Regions from separate parts of the Mus musculus genome. Here region 2 is linked to region 1. A link is a contact called in public HiChIP or PLAC-seq data. All regions are on one chromosome and are shown on one strand. Each heading gives the region's core, a stretch centred on a gene start, on an enhancer-like site or on the middle of the called end of the contact. The rest is flanking DNA. Distances are from core to core; before and after follow the strand shown.

Region 1 (5,772 bases), core at 1,084-3,583:
AATGCTCTTAAGCGCTGAGCCATCTCTCCAGCCCCACAAACCTACTCTTCTCTATTTTTTATTCGTTTGTTTGAGACATGGTCTCACTATGTGTACTAAATGGATTGGAACTTACTATGTAGACCATGCTGGCCTCAAACTCAGAATACCTGTCTTTGCCCCCCTAGCACTGAGATGAAAGGCGTGTGCTGCCACATCCACCTTTACTCTGTTCCTTTACACGGCTTATGTAACATGTGTTGGTTGTTTCAACTAGACTGCTATTACTCTGACCCTATTTTACTGACTATAAGTTCATGATGTACAGTCTCAAATCCTTACTGTTGACTTTGCCAGAATAATAAAAGTGACTTGTCTTTCCAAATATAAAAATGGTCTAACCCTGTCGTACAAGCACTTAGGATACTGAAGCAAGACTCTCATTAGTTAAGAGGCCAGCCTGTGCTATATAGAGATCTAAAAGCTGAGCTAGCCTGAGCTACATAGTGAAACCCTATCTCCAAGGGAAAAAAATTGTAAAAGATGGAATGTCACATAATATTTGCTAAAGTAAATTGACTTTCTTTATTACCACTAGTTAACAGAAGTAGTTTATGTGTTAGCTACTTTTCTTACTGATGTGACCAAATACCCTGAAAAGAATTTTTAGTAGGGAAGATTTATTCTGACTCAGGAGAAGCAAGGCATGGCTCCATGTTGATAAGGAGCTCTATGGCTATTCATTGCAAAACACCTAATCAGACACCCAGGGAGCTTGTGTAGCAATTGGAGGTGCCAATAACCCTAGTACCCACTTCCTCCAACTAGGTCTCACCTCCCAAGTGGTCCATGAGCCCCCAAACACCACCAGCTTCTGGGAGTCAGTGTTCAAATGTAAGAGTATAAGAAAAAGTTTATTGAAACTGCAACAGTTCATCTTTTTAAATGATCCCCATAATGTTACTGGCTTTGCAGATAAATGTTTTTGTCCTTGTCAGGAACTTGTCACCAACCTCATGAACCAAATCCAGGAGTTAAGAATATCAATTGGTGAAAAATCAGAAACCATAGCCACCCTGAAACAAGAACTTCAAGACATAAATGTAAGTTCTGTCACAGGATGCTGAGCTTAAGCAGGGCACGATTCACAGGCTCTTTGGGGGTCTGTTAGCCATCCCAACAGGTAAGAAGATTGTATGTTGCAGTAAGTTTGACTGTAGAAGTTAATACCCAGACGATTTCTGAGATGTGCAGTGTGCACATTTCTGGACAAAAGCATTTCTGTGCCAGGTCTTTTTGACCTGGAATATTGTTCTCAGCACCATTCTCCAACCACTAACAAATAAACTAGAAATAAACTAACAGTTAAGGCTAAAGAGGGCTCCTTATTTGACTCAAGAAAAAAAAAAATACATGTCTTAGTTAAATTTGAAGATATTTATTACATGGAATTGTGTCTCTGATCTGAGACTCGATATCATTTTCTGAAGTAACTGTTGTTTAGCATTGATGTTTTGCCCTTTGCTTGGGCCAAGGTAAAGGCTTTTATCTGCATTAGTTCTGCTCTGACGGGGCTTGCTTCAATCCATATTTATCTTCACAGGCAGACTCTGATGAGGTGACAGAGCTAGATGGCTTTCTCTAACCTGCGGGACTGTCCTGTGGTTCTTCGCCATGTGCACTAGCTCTACCTCCTTCCCTAGCAAGGCTTTGTGGGGCTGTGGAAGTGGCTTAGTGGTTAGAGAAGTTGCTACTCTTCCAAGGACCTGATGCAGCCCCCCCCACTGGACATCTCATAACTCTGTGTCACGCGCACGCGCACACGCACACACAATAAAACTGAAAACAAACCAAGCCACAGCCACCACACGAGGTGTTACTGAATTAGCTCGTTAATGCAGTGCTCTCCCTGGAACTAAGAGACTTCTAAGTTGCTTTGCTGTGCAGATGAGCAGAACTCTAGCAGATAGCTCTTGTGCTGTGACTTTCTTTTCTGCAGTGCAAATACAATGCTTCATTGGCTGACAAAGAAGAGAGCAAGGAATTGATCAGGAGACAGGAAGTGGATATCCTGGAACTGAAAGAAACTCTTAGACTGAGAATCCTCTCAGAGGACATCGAGGTAGGTATTAACGTGGTACTTTCTTTTTATTATTTCTATTCTCTCTCTCTCTCTCTCTCTCTCTCTCTCTCTCTCTCTGTGTGTGTGTGTGTGTCTGTCTGTCTGTCTGTCTGTCTGTCTCTCCCCCCCGCCCCGCCCTTTTTTCTCTTTGAGACAGGATCTCATTGTGCCAACCATGCTGATCTTGAACTCACATAATTCCTCTGCCTCTGACTTTTTTTCAAAGGATGACTCAGAGGGTAAAGTTACTTCCTCTGAAGTTGACCATCTTATTTGAATCCTCAAAACCCACATGGTAGAAGGAAGAACTGTTTTATTGTTGAAAAACCAACAGTAAAAATTATTAAGTCCTATTCACAAAAATAAAATATATCAGAATCTTAAGGAGAAAATTTAGCAAGTGTTAGGCTGTCAGAGAGATTCCAAGTGATGTAAAAGAAAACTTGAAAAGGAAAGTACAAAATTACTATAGACACAAAAATTCATGTATTCTAGTTCAAATTGTAAGTCTTAAAAGTTGATGAAATCTGGGCATGGAGGCACTTGCCTTTAATCCCACTGTTTGGGAGGCCAAAGCAAGTGTACACAGGAAGGTCCATGTCAGCCAGAGTTACCCAGTGAGCCTGTCTTAAAAGGAAGGACAGAGAGGGAAAGGGGGAATCCAGGTATAAACATAAAATGCATACACACAAACAAACATAAAACAAAAAAGCTTCAAGTCAGCCGGTGTGATGGCTTTAATCCCAGCACTTGGGAGGCAGAGACGAGTGGAGCTCTGTGAGTTCGAGATCTGCATGGACCCAGGACCCTGTTATACAGAGAAACCCTGTTTTGGAAAACAAACGTGTGTGTGGTGGGTGTGTGTGTGTGTGTGTGTGTGTGTGTGTGTGTGTTTGTGTTTGGGGAGGTACATGTGGAGGCCAGGCACCATCAAAATCCTGGTTTTTGAGATAAATCCTTCCTTCCTGTGACTTGGAATTCACTGATTAGGCTAGAGTATTCAGCCTGTGAACCATGGACATCCTCCTGTCTCTCCCTCCCCAGTGCTGTGTTTGTCGGCATGCCATTATGCCCAGCCTTTACATGAGTGTTAAGAACTGAACTCCAGTCTTCATGACTGCACTAGTTTCCTTTCTATTGCTGTGACAAAACACTGATTGAAAACACCTTGGAGAGGAAACTTACTTTCTGTCTTACACTTCCAGATCACACTCGATTATTGAGAGAAGTCAGGGCAGAATACAAAGCAGAAACCATAGAGGAGGTCTGCATGATCGCTCCGTCCCTGGCTAACTCACAGGCTTATGATTAACTCTACCATGCCTAGAGATGGTGCTACCTACAGGCCAGACAAATCCAGGCGATTCAATTGAGGCTTTCCTCTCAAGTTAACAAGATAACTAGGATACGTGGCAGGATTTTATTGACTGAGTATCTTTCTAGCACCTCAGGCCCTTATCTATCTATCTACCTATCTCTTTGTTTGTTTGTTTGTTTGTTTATGTGGATTTTGTTTTGCTGTTTATATTTGTGTGGGGTGTATGCAGTACTCTTAGAGGCCAGAAGAGGGCTTTGGGTCTTCTGCTGCACACTTGAGTCCTGTGCAGCAGCACTTTATTAGCATCTGGTTACATCCCCAGCCCTCGGATCATCTTTGTAAACAGTGTGCACACGTCGTCCATACGGGAAGGGAGGATGAGCAGGTGCTGCTCTGCCGTGCTCACCAGAGTGTTCCTATGCTGTGTAAGTGGGAATTACATATGCAGCCATTAGGGATTTTCTGCCACTTTGTACCACCTTATTCTCCGAGGTTTCAGTAGCCAGTGCCATGGTGAGCTGTTACAGCTCTTCCTTGAGTACGTAGGCTAGACACATCTTTAACAGCTATTTACCTTCTAGGCTATAAAAACCAGAGTCAAACTAAGGATAATAGTTCTGTAGATAAAGTGCTTGCTGCATAAGCATGGTGAATGATAATAAACATTCCTAACATTACCTCTGACGTCTGTATATGTCACATGGGTATGTATACACACACACACACACACACACACACACACACACAAAGAGAGAGGCATGTGTGCAAAATATCTTAATCATGTAAGCCCATGAAACTCAACTATTGAGACATTAAGTAAGATCTGCTTCTTAAGGGTTCTTATGGAAAGATGAGTTCTAAAATCCTGATTGAGAAACTGAATCTACTGACATCACACCTAGGCCTGTTTACATACATGTCAGCTGAGAGGGGTGTCTTGGAATGGTTTACCACATAAACCAAAGGAAAAAACTTTTTTTAACAATGTTTTTTAAAGATTTATTTATTTTATTCATATGAGTACACTGTTGCTGTCTTCAGACACACCAGAAGAGGGCATTGGATCCTATGATAGATGGCTGTGAGCCACCATGTGGTTGCTGGGAATTGAACTCAGGATGTCTAGAAGAGCAGTCAGCGCTCTTAACCACTGAGCCGTTTCTGGAGCCCAGGAAAAAACGTTTTAAATGTTTAAGTATTTCCTTTCCTAACTTTAAATTTGTATAGGACTATAGTCATGATTGTGAGCTGAATGGCATAGTCAGAAATAAACCTTTTCTTTGGGACATTGCTCCCTGACAGAGGGACATGCTCTGTGAAGATCTGGCCCATGCCACTGAGCAGCTGAACATGCTCACGGAGGCTTCCAAGAAGCACTCTGGACTGCTGCAGTCTGCTCAAGAGGAGCTGACCAGGAAGGAGGCGCTGATCCAGGAACTGCAACACAAGGTAAGCGGCCACTCAGCTGCTCAGACACCAGCAACCAGCAGCACGGTACCGACTTTCCTGCTTTGACAAAGTTCTCTGTGTTATAGAAATGGAACAAATGGATCAATTAGGGGGTTTGGCATTCAACTATGGACTGTACAATTGGGTTTCCACATGTGAGTCTCACTTAGCCACTTCCTCTTTGTCCTGGGCTCTTTACACATTGACAACATTGTCTGAAGCGAGGTTATGGCTGAAAACAATGAGATATTAAGACAAAACTATAGCATTCTTCAAACTAATGAATTTTGCACACATACATATATAACATTTAAGAAACTTTTTTTTGCTGTTGTTTTAGATAGGGTCTCACTATTGTATGTTGGCTTTGAGCTCATAATTCTCTTGCTTCCACCTCTCAGAGGACTAAGAGTGGAGATACATGTCTTTATACCCAGAATAAAACAATTTTGCATTGACAGATAATTGGATACACTTATGAGGTTCACAGTGATAGGTTTTACTGGAGTGGGTTGAGACAGTCTTGTTAATGTAGCCCTTGCCCTAGCTTGCTTGGTACTCAGTAGGTAGCCCAGACTAGCCTGGTGCTCTAGAATTCAGGGTGTCCTCAAACTCAGGGTAACCCTCCTACTTCAGCCTATAAATTATGAGATTACAGTCATGGGGCTCCTTACCTGCCACATTGTGTTGCTACAATATGTGTTTATCTGTGTGTGTGTGTGTGTGTGTGTGTGTGTGTGTGTGTGTATGTGTAGAGATTAAATCAAGTTGGTTAATATATCCATGATCTACCATACAATTTTGTGATACAGTTTCAAATCTATTGTTGTTGTCATTTTGAATTATACTTTATTACTTTATATATTATTTTTGCTTATGCTCAAAATATATTGCATTAGATCTC
Region 2 (5,772 bases), core at 2,210-4,709, 110 kb after region 1:
CCTTATGAAGCTTAGACAGGTCTCTTAACATGAAACATGGAGGAGCCTTTCCCTAATAATGAAATAATAAGTGTGGCTCATGTATTGCTACCAATTTTTCCATTGCTATGGTCCCAAACCACAAGATCTAGGACATGACATGCAGACTCAAGGTTAAATTATGAAAGGCTGTTTATATCTAGTATTCATAAATAAGGCCCAGGCAGGACAAATGCAAAGGAAACAGATCCTTAGGAAACATCCCCTTGCTGAGGTTCTAAGAGTTCAGAGCACTGCCCCAGGCGCTTTTGCTAAGTAGCTTTTATAGCTTTAATGAACCAGGGTGGGTGGGACATATTTACTTCTTCTTTACATGTTATTGCTGTTAGCAGCAGCTCTTTTCCCTCTTGTACTTGGTGCTTAACTTGCACAATTAGTGCCTTATTACAGCCCTAATTACCAACCAGCTCAATTGAGTACTTCATTTTACTATCTGGTTCATGTACTAGCTCAAGGGCCTGGACTCCTCAGCTATAGTAAATCCTATACGTCTTTTAAGCAAGTGCCTAATTCTTCACGTGTTTTTGGTCCATGAGAACGTCATTAGGACACTTCCTGAATGTTTGGCTCTCTAAGCACGCATATCACACAGTCAACCCTTCCCTTCATTCCAGATATCCCAGGTTCCGCTCTGGAGGGCTCTCTTCTTAGCGAGTTGGCGTTTAGCCTTGCTTTGCACATAACTTTTTCCTTTATCTGATAAAGTGAACTAAACAGGGACAGGACTTAATCATATTCCGTGTTCTTCTAGAAAGGATTCAAGAGAAGTGAATTCAGGCTAGAATATCCATCCTTGCTTTTGAAACGAAATCTGTGGCCTAGGGATATAACTCCATGACAGAATATTTTCCCAGGACTCATGAGCCTCCAGCACCAGCATCAAAAATTGATGGAATGAAACTGAGCAGTATTTTACAGGATAGTTACCAGCCTCATAACAAACATGGGTGTTCTGCATTAGGTCCCCTGGTAGATGACATGGAGTTTGTGAGAGGCTACAGAAAGTGACATTTGGGAGCCACAAAGCCTCCACTCAAATCCTGCCTCTGCTACATATTAGTTATGTGCTCTGTGACTTTGCTCAGACACTTATGCTATTTGTGCCTGTTTCCTAAACTGTAAAATTGCCCTCATAAGGCTATTCTGAGAATTGAATCTTTGTAAAGTTCTTGGCATACAACAAGCATCACACAGTGTCATAGAAAGTTAATAGAGCCTGGGTTTTATAAAAGACACAACAACAAAACAGCATGAAACAAACAAAAACCCCAAGAGAAATGAAAAAGCAAACTGGTATAACACAATATAATGTGCCATCCTTGGGTATTTCATTTTTCTGGTTCTAATATGTTCTTTGAATAGCTTCAATAAATAAGAACTATGAGTTATGAGGTTTAAGGACATCTAATGCATTCAATGAATATGATGAAAATGCTCTAGCATCACATAGGAAAAATAACTAGTGATGACAGCAGTGTTCCAGCAGAGAATATAAACTCCACTGTTTATGTTTCTTGAAGTCTTCTGAACCTAATACCAGATATTACTCATAAAATCAGTCACCAAATAGATAACACTGACCCTTCTTCAGAAAGAACCTGTTGTCTGCTGTCGGGGGTAGGATATGCCCGTGTGGTGCTGGGGAGGGAACCTAGGGCCTTTGCACATGCTACTGTTCTGCCACTAACACACTTTTAAAGATATGCCCAAAGACTTTTTCCCAGGAAAATGGCTCATAGTAGTTAAACTCAAGTCAAACTTTCTTCCAGTATCTTTTCTGACTTTTCAATCTTCACCCTACCCCACCCCCACCCCACTATATATTCAAATGGTCTCTCTTTCCAGTCATCTCTAGCACGAGATACCCTACTAGCAGGAGTCCCTTGCTATTTCACCAGTTCCTCACACAGAATCTAGTTGTTCAACCAGAGATGGTGTCTAGGTGCTATATCAAGTGTGGCATCTGTTCCTCCAAAAAAGGAAGAAAGCCGTCTGGCTCCACCTTTTCCAGTTACCCTAGAGGGCAAAGTCCAACCCTACAGGAAGCCGTCTCAGGAGCACCTGTAGTAAGTATTATGTATGGACGCAGGAAATTCATATCCAGTCTATCAAGAAGAGGCTATCATTTGAGGGCTCAGCAGCTAACAGTTCAGTACCTAGGAATATAGCCAGGCACTTCCTGTTACTGTTGAAATCTCAGCGTAGTCAGTAATCCACTATGACAACTCTAATCACCATGCTCTGTGGCTATGCTCACAAGAGCCTTCCCTTCTACCCTGGAGGACTCTGGTTAGTGTTCTGTTTACTTACTTAGTTAGCACAAGAGAAAAAAAGCCTTTTTTCGACGAGTGGGGGCAGTGTCTTTGAGACAGGATCTCACTATGTGGCTCAGGCTGTCCTTGAACTCACAGTGTAGAACAGGCTGACCTCGAATTCAGAGATCCGCCTAGCTCTGTCTCCCAAACGCTGGGATTAAAGGCAAAGGGTGGCCAGCACCTTTTATTTCTTGATGATTAAGCTGAAGGGTTACTTTTGTTTAAAATAGAACACCAGGTAAGTCTCTACCAAGTCTCCCCTCATTTTCTCAGAGAGACCCTTTAAAACTTAGTTCATATCCCCTCTCTTCCTTAAAGGGCCCCTCACTATGACCCCAGCTTCACCTTGCAGGCATCCTTTCTGGATAACCTAGGTCCCATATCCTCCCAGGGTCGGTTTTCTTTCATGAAGTTATCCATCTTCCCCGGAGATCCCTTCCATCCAGGCATCCCGAAGTGCAAGACACTCTCCCTACTCTCTTTGGGACAATACTCCAGCAACCGCACGGGGCAAGGGTAACTTGCAAAGCTCTGGGCCATTATCTGATGATGGGCAGTAGGGGAGGAAAGGATGAGGGAAGACAGGACAGAGATCGATCCCTGGAATGGAAGGAGGGGTGAGAAAATTGAGAAGCTGGCGCCCCATTCCTGGTGCAGACCCTTCCCGACCAGTGACCTAATGAGGGATCCATGGTCTCTTTCCTTCAGCCATCCTAGGGACCAACTAGGAGGGGGTTGAGGAGATGGTCCCTCATGGGCAGCACGACTTCCGCCTTCCTGAAGTGTCTCACGTGCGCGCGCTCGGCTACTTCGACTCCGGCCCGAGCGCTCGGGTTGCGCGCTTCCCATCCAGTCCCGGCTGGGGCCCCGCGCCTCCCTCCTTCTGGGGCTTCCCCACTGCACTGACCGTCAATCTGGAGGCAGCTAGCAGTCCCGCGCCGCCTGCTGCTGCCCCGGGGCCCAGCCGCCAGCGTCCGCGATGGCACGGGCACCCGGCGCCACGGCTTGCCGGACTCGGCCTCACACGGGGCGGTGCGAAGGAGAAGCCCATGGAGCTCCAGGCGGTGGCGGCAGCCGCGGCTGCGGGAGCGGCCACCGCGCGGGCTGATGACGCGCAGGCGCGGTGGGGAGAGGCGCGAGCTGATGACACGCCAGCGCGCGCGGTGAGCTGAGCAGCATGGCGTCGGTGGCGCTAAGCGAGGCCGAGAAGGTCTACATCGTTCATGGAGTGCAGGTAGCGGTGGCGGCCGCGAGTGCAGGCCATATTGCGCAGGGAGGAGGTGCGGGGCGGCCACGTGGTCAGGACGGACGCCCGAGGCTTAGTGCTGCAGCGAGTGTGCGTCCTGTATGCCTAGATGTCCACAGCTCTCGGGATGGAGGAGATTCCTAGCTCATCAGGGAGCGGCGGGCGGGCAGTTCCCGAGGCTGCAGTTTAATGAAGGAATGTCCTTGTGGCCTCTGCACGACCTGAGAGTGCAGTGCCCGAGATCCTGTAATCAGAATAGCGGCACGTGAATGGACTCTGGTGACTTTGCACACAGAGGCCGTGTATCCGAGGGGGAAAAGGACTTTAAAATTCTGACAGCAAACACCACACGCCACACACCCCCTAAAAACAGGAAAGAAGGAAATGCATCGGTAATAGAGTGCGTGCTTAGCATGCTCCAGACCTTGGTGGCTGGCACCTGTAATCCCAGCAGCTGGGAAGTGGAGACAAGAGAATCAGGAGTTTAAGGCCAGACTGAGCTATAAAGACCCAATCTTAAGAGAAATCACGCTGACATATACACACACATGTCTTACAAATAGAGAAAAATAGGGAGTGTTTTTCTTTCTGGCGGTGCTGGAGGTTGAACCTCTTGGCCTTGTGCATGCTAGGCAGGCATTCTATCATGGAACCGCATTCTCAACCCTTTTGTTTTTTTGCTTTTTTTTTTTGAGGAGGAGAGCTTTATATCCAAGGCTGGTGTGTAACTCCTATCAGTCCTGCCTTGGCAGAAGGCATGCCTTTTCACCACCCGCTGAGAAGAATTTTTCAAAGCAGACTGGTAGTCTATGGTGTAATTGTTGATTTACCTGTTTTACTTGTGGGGCGCTTAGATCTTTGGGTAGCTACAATGACTACCGCGATCTGGGCTCAGTCCTGCTTTTGAACGTTCAAGAGAAGTGAAGAATGTTTCCTGGCAACCATAATCTAGTATTCTACAAGCCTTGTCCCTACAGTTGATCTTGTGATGTAGTCATCATAGTAAGGTGACCTGTTACCATTTAAACTACATAATGCAAGTGAAAGCATGTTCTTTTCTAAATCATATGACATACTGTTATTTTCTACTTCATATAGAGTAAGGAATGCCAAAATTCAGTCATTAGGTTTCATATTAAACTTGAGTAATAAAAATCCAAACCCACAACTCATTAGCTTTTTAGTTCAAGATCAGGTTTAGTAATAGTGGGGTATATGCACAGTGGGTTGTATGGGAATGTTAAAGTAGTCAATCCTAGGGGTGGGGCTTCCCTTTTAGTTTTTAATTTTTTTTTTTTTGCCAGAAGTGTGACTCTGTCATTCCATATCCCTAGTCTTCATGGTGACATATTAAGTGCTGATGAGTTTTTAATTTTTTTTTTTTTTTGCCAGAAGTGTGACTCTGTCATTCCATATCCCTAGTCTTCATGGTGACACATTAAGTGCTGATGAGTTTTTAATTTTTTTTTGTTTTTTTTGCCAGAAGTGTGACTCTGTCATTCCATATCCCTAGTCTTCATGGTGACACATTAAGTGCTGATGAGATTTAAATTCTACAGGTTCAGGAAATCTTAAATGACCTGAAGAAAAAGTGGGTTCATTGCAAAAATTGGAAATCTTCCATCCAGAGCTTTATAATACTTTCTCTCATAAGAACCATAATGATTGGTGACTCTCTGGTGAATCATCTTCTTTTCTTCACCAAACTGTATCCTTTCTCAGTGGTCTCTTGCTGTCCAGCTTCCCTTCCATCTTGGTATAGTCTGTCCCATCGTCCCCGCCCAACCCCTTCAATTTTGCTTGGCTTCTCAATCACATCATGGCCTAACAACTTTTTGGTTTCTTGAGACACGGATTTACCTCTAGCTGTCATGAAACTCACAGAGATCTACCTGCCTCTGCCTCCTGAGTGCTTGGAATAAAGGTGTGTGCCACCCTGTTGCACTAGTCTAACAACTTTTAATTAGATCAGACATCCAATTTCACTGAGAGAATTGGTCTGGGCTGCTAGTGGTTCATTACAAATACAGCTGGTCACCCCCTGTGTGGCATGCCTTGGATCACACACCTACCTCTGGCCCTGTTAAGGGTGGATAGTAAGTCAGGTGGCTGCTACAGAGCTATAACTCCAACTGGCTGGTCTGTCCTAGTAGGTGTTAAAGCTGGCCTCAT

The links. HiChIP or PLAC-seq counts read pairs in DNA pulled down with a chosen protein or histone mark.
Region 2: a contact with region 1 is called in an H3K4me3 HiChIP or PLAC-seq map of bone marrow-derived macrophages, with 2.1 times the contacts expected there. The contact joins the promoter of Zdhhc3 here to the enhancer-like site in region 1. A contact is called at or near these places in 8 of 39 promoter capture datasets (the 3T3-L1 cell line, the C10 cell line, the HPC-7 cell line and 6 more), 25 of 484 Hi-C or Micro-C datasets (the C2C12 cell line, CD4 T cells, CD8 T cells and 18 more), 11 of 115 datasets of contacts at active chromatin or transcription factors (the 230-238 cell line, CD8 T cells, the SCID.adh cell line and 4 more) and 3 of 9 other capture datasets (adipose tissue, liver and pancreatic islet).

The regions. Positions count from the first base shown.
Region 1 is chr9:123,002,593-123,008,364 of GRCm38.p6, forward strand. It overlaps Kif15 (kinesin family member 15), which reads left to right. Exons shown (of 35, transcript NM_010620.1): 25 at 978-1,082; 26 at 1,979-2,101; 27 at 4,722-4,868. Among named protein-coding and RNA genes, the nearest start is that of Tmem42, 16 kb to the right of the region's middle. Within about 2 kb of position 2,334, at least 6 of the 459 cell types and tissues checked have an H3K27ac peak or open chromatin away from gene starts, as enhancers often do. A contact at or near this core is called in CD8 T cells and bone marrow-derived macrophages, where this site is marked.
Region 2 is chr9:123,109,735-123,115,506 of GRCm38.p6, forward strand. Zdhhc3 (zinc finger, DHHC domain containing 3) reads right to left here and starts at 3,460. Exons shown (of 7, transcript NM_001372538.1): 1 at 3,262-3,460. It overlaps Exosc7 (exosome component 7), which reads left to right and starts at 3,497. Exons shown (of 8, transcript NM_001081188.1): 1 at 3,497-3,588. The coding sequence starts at 3,532.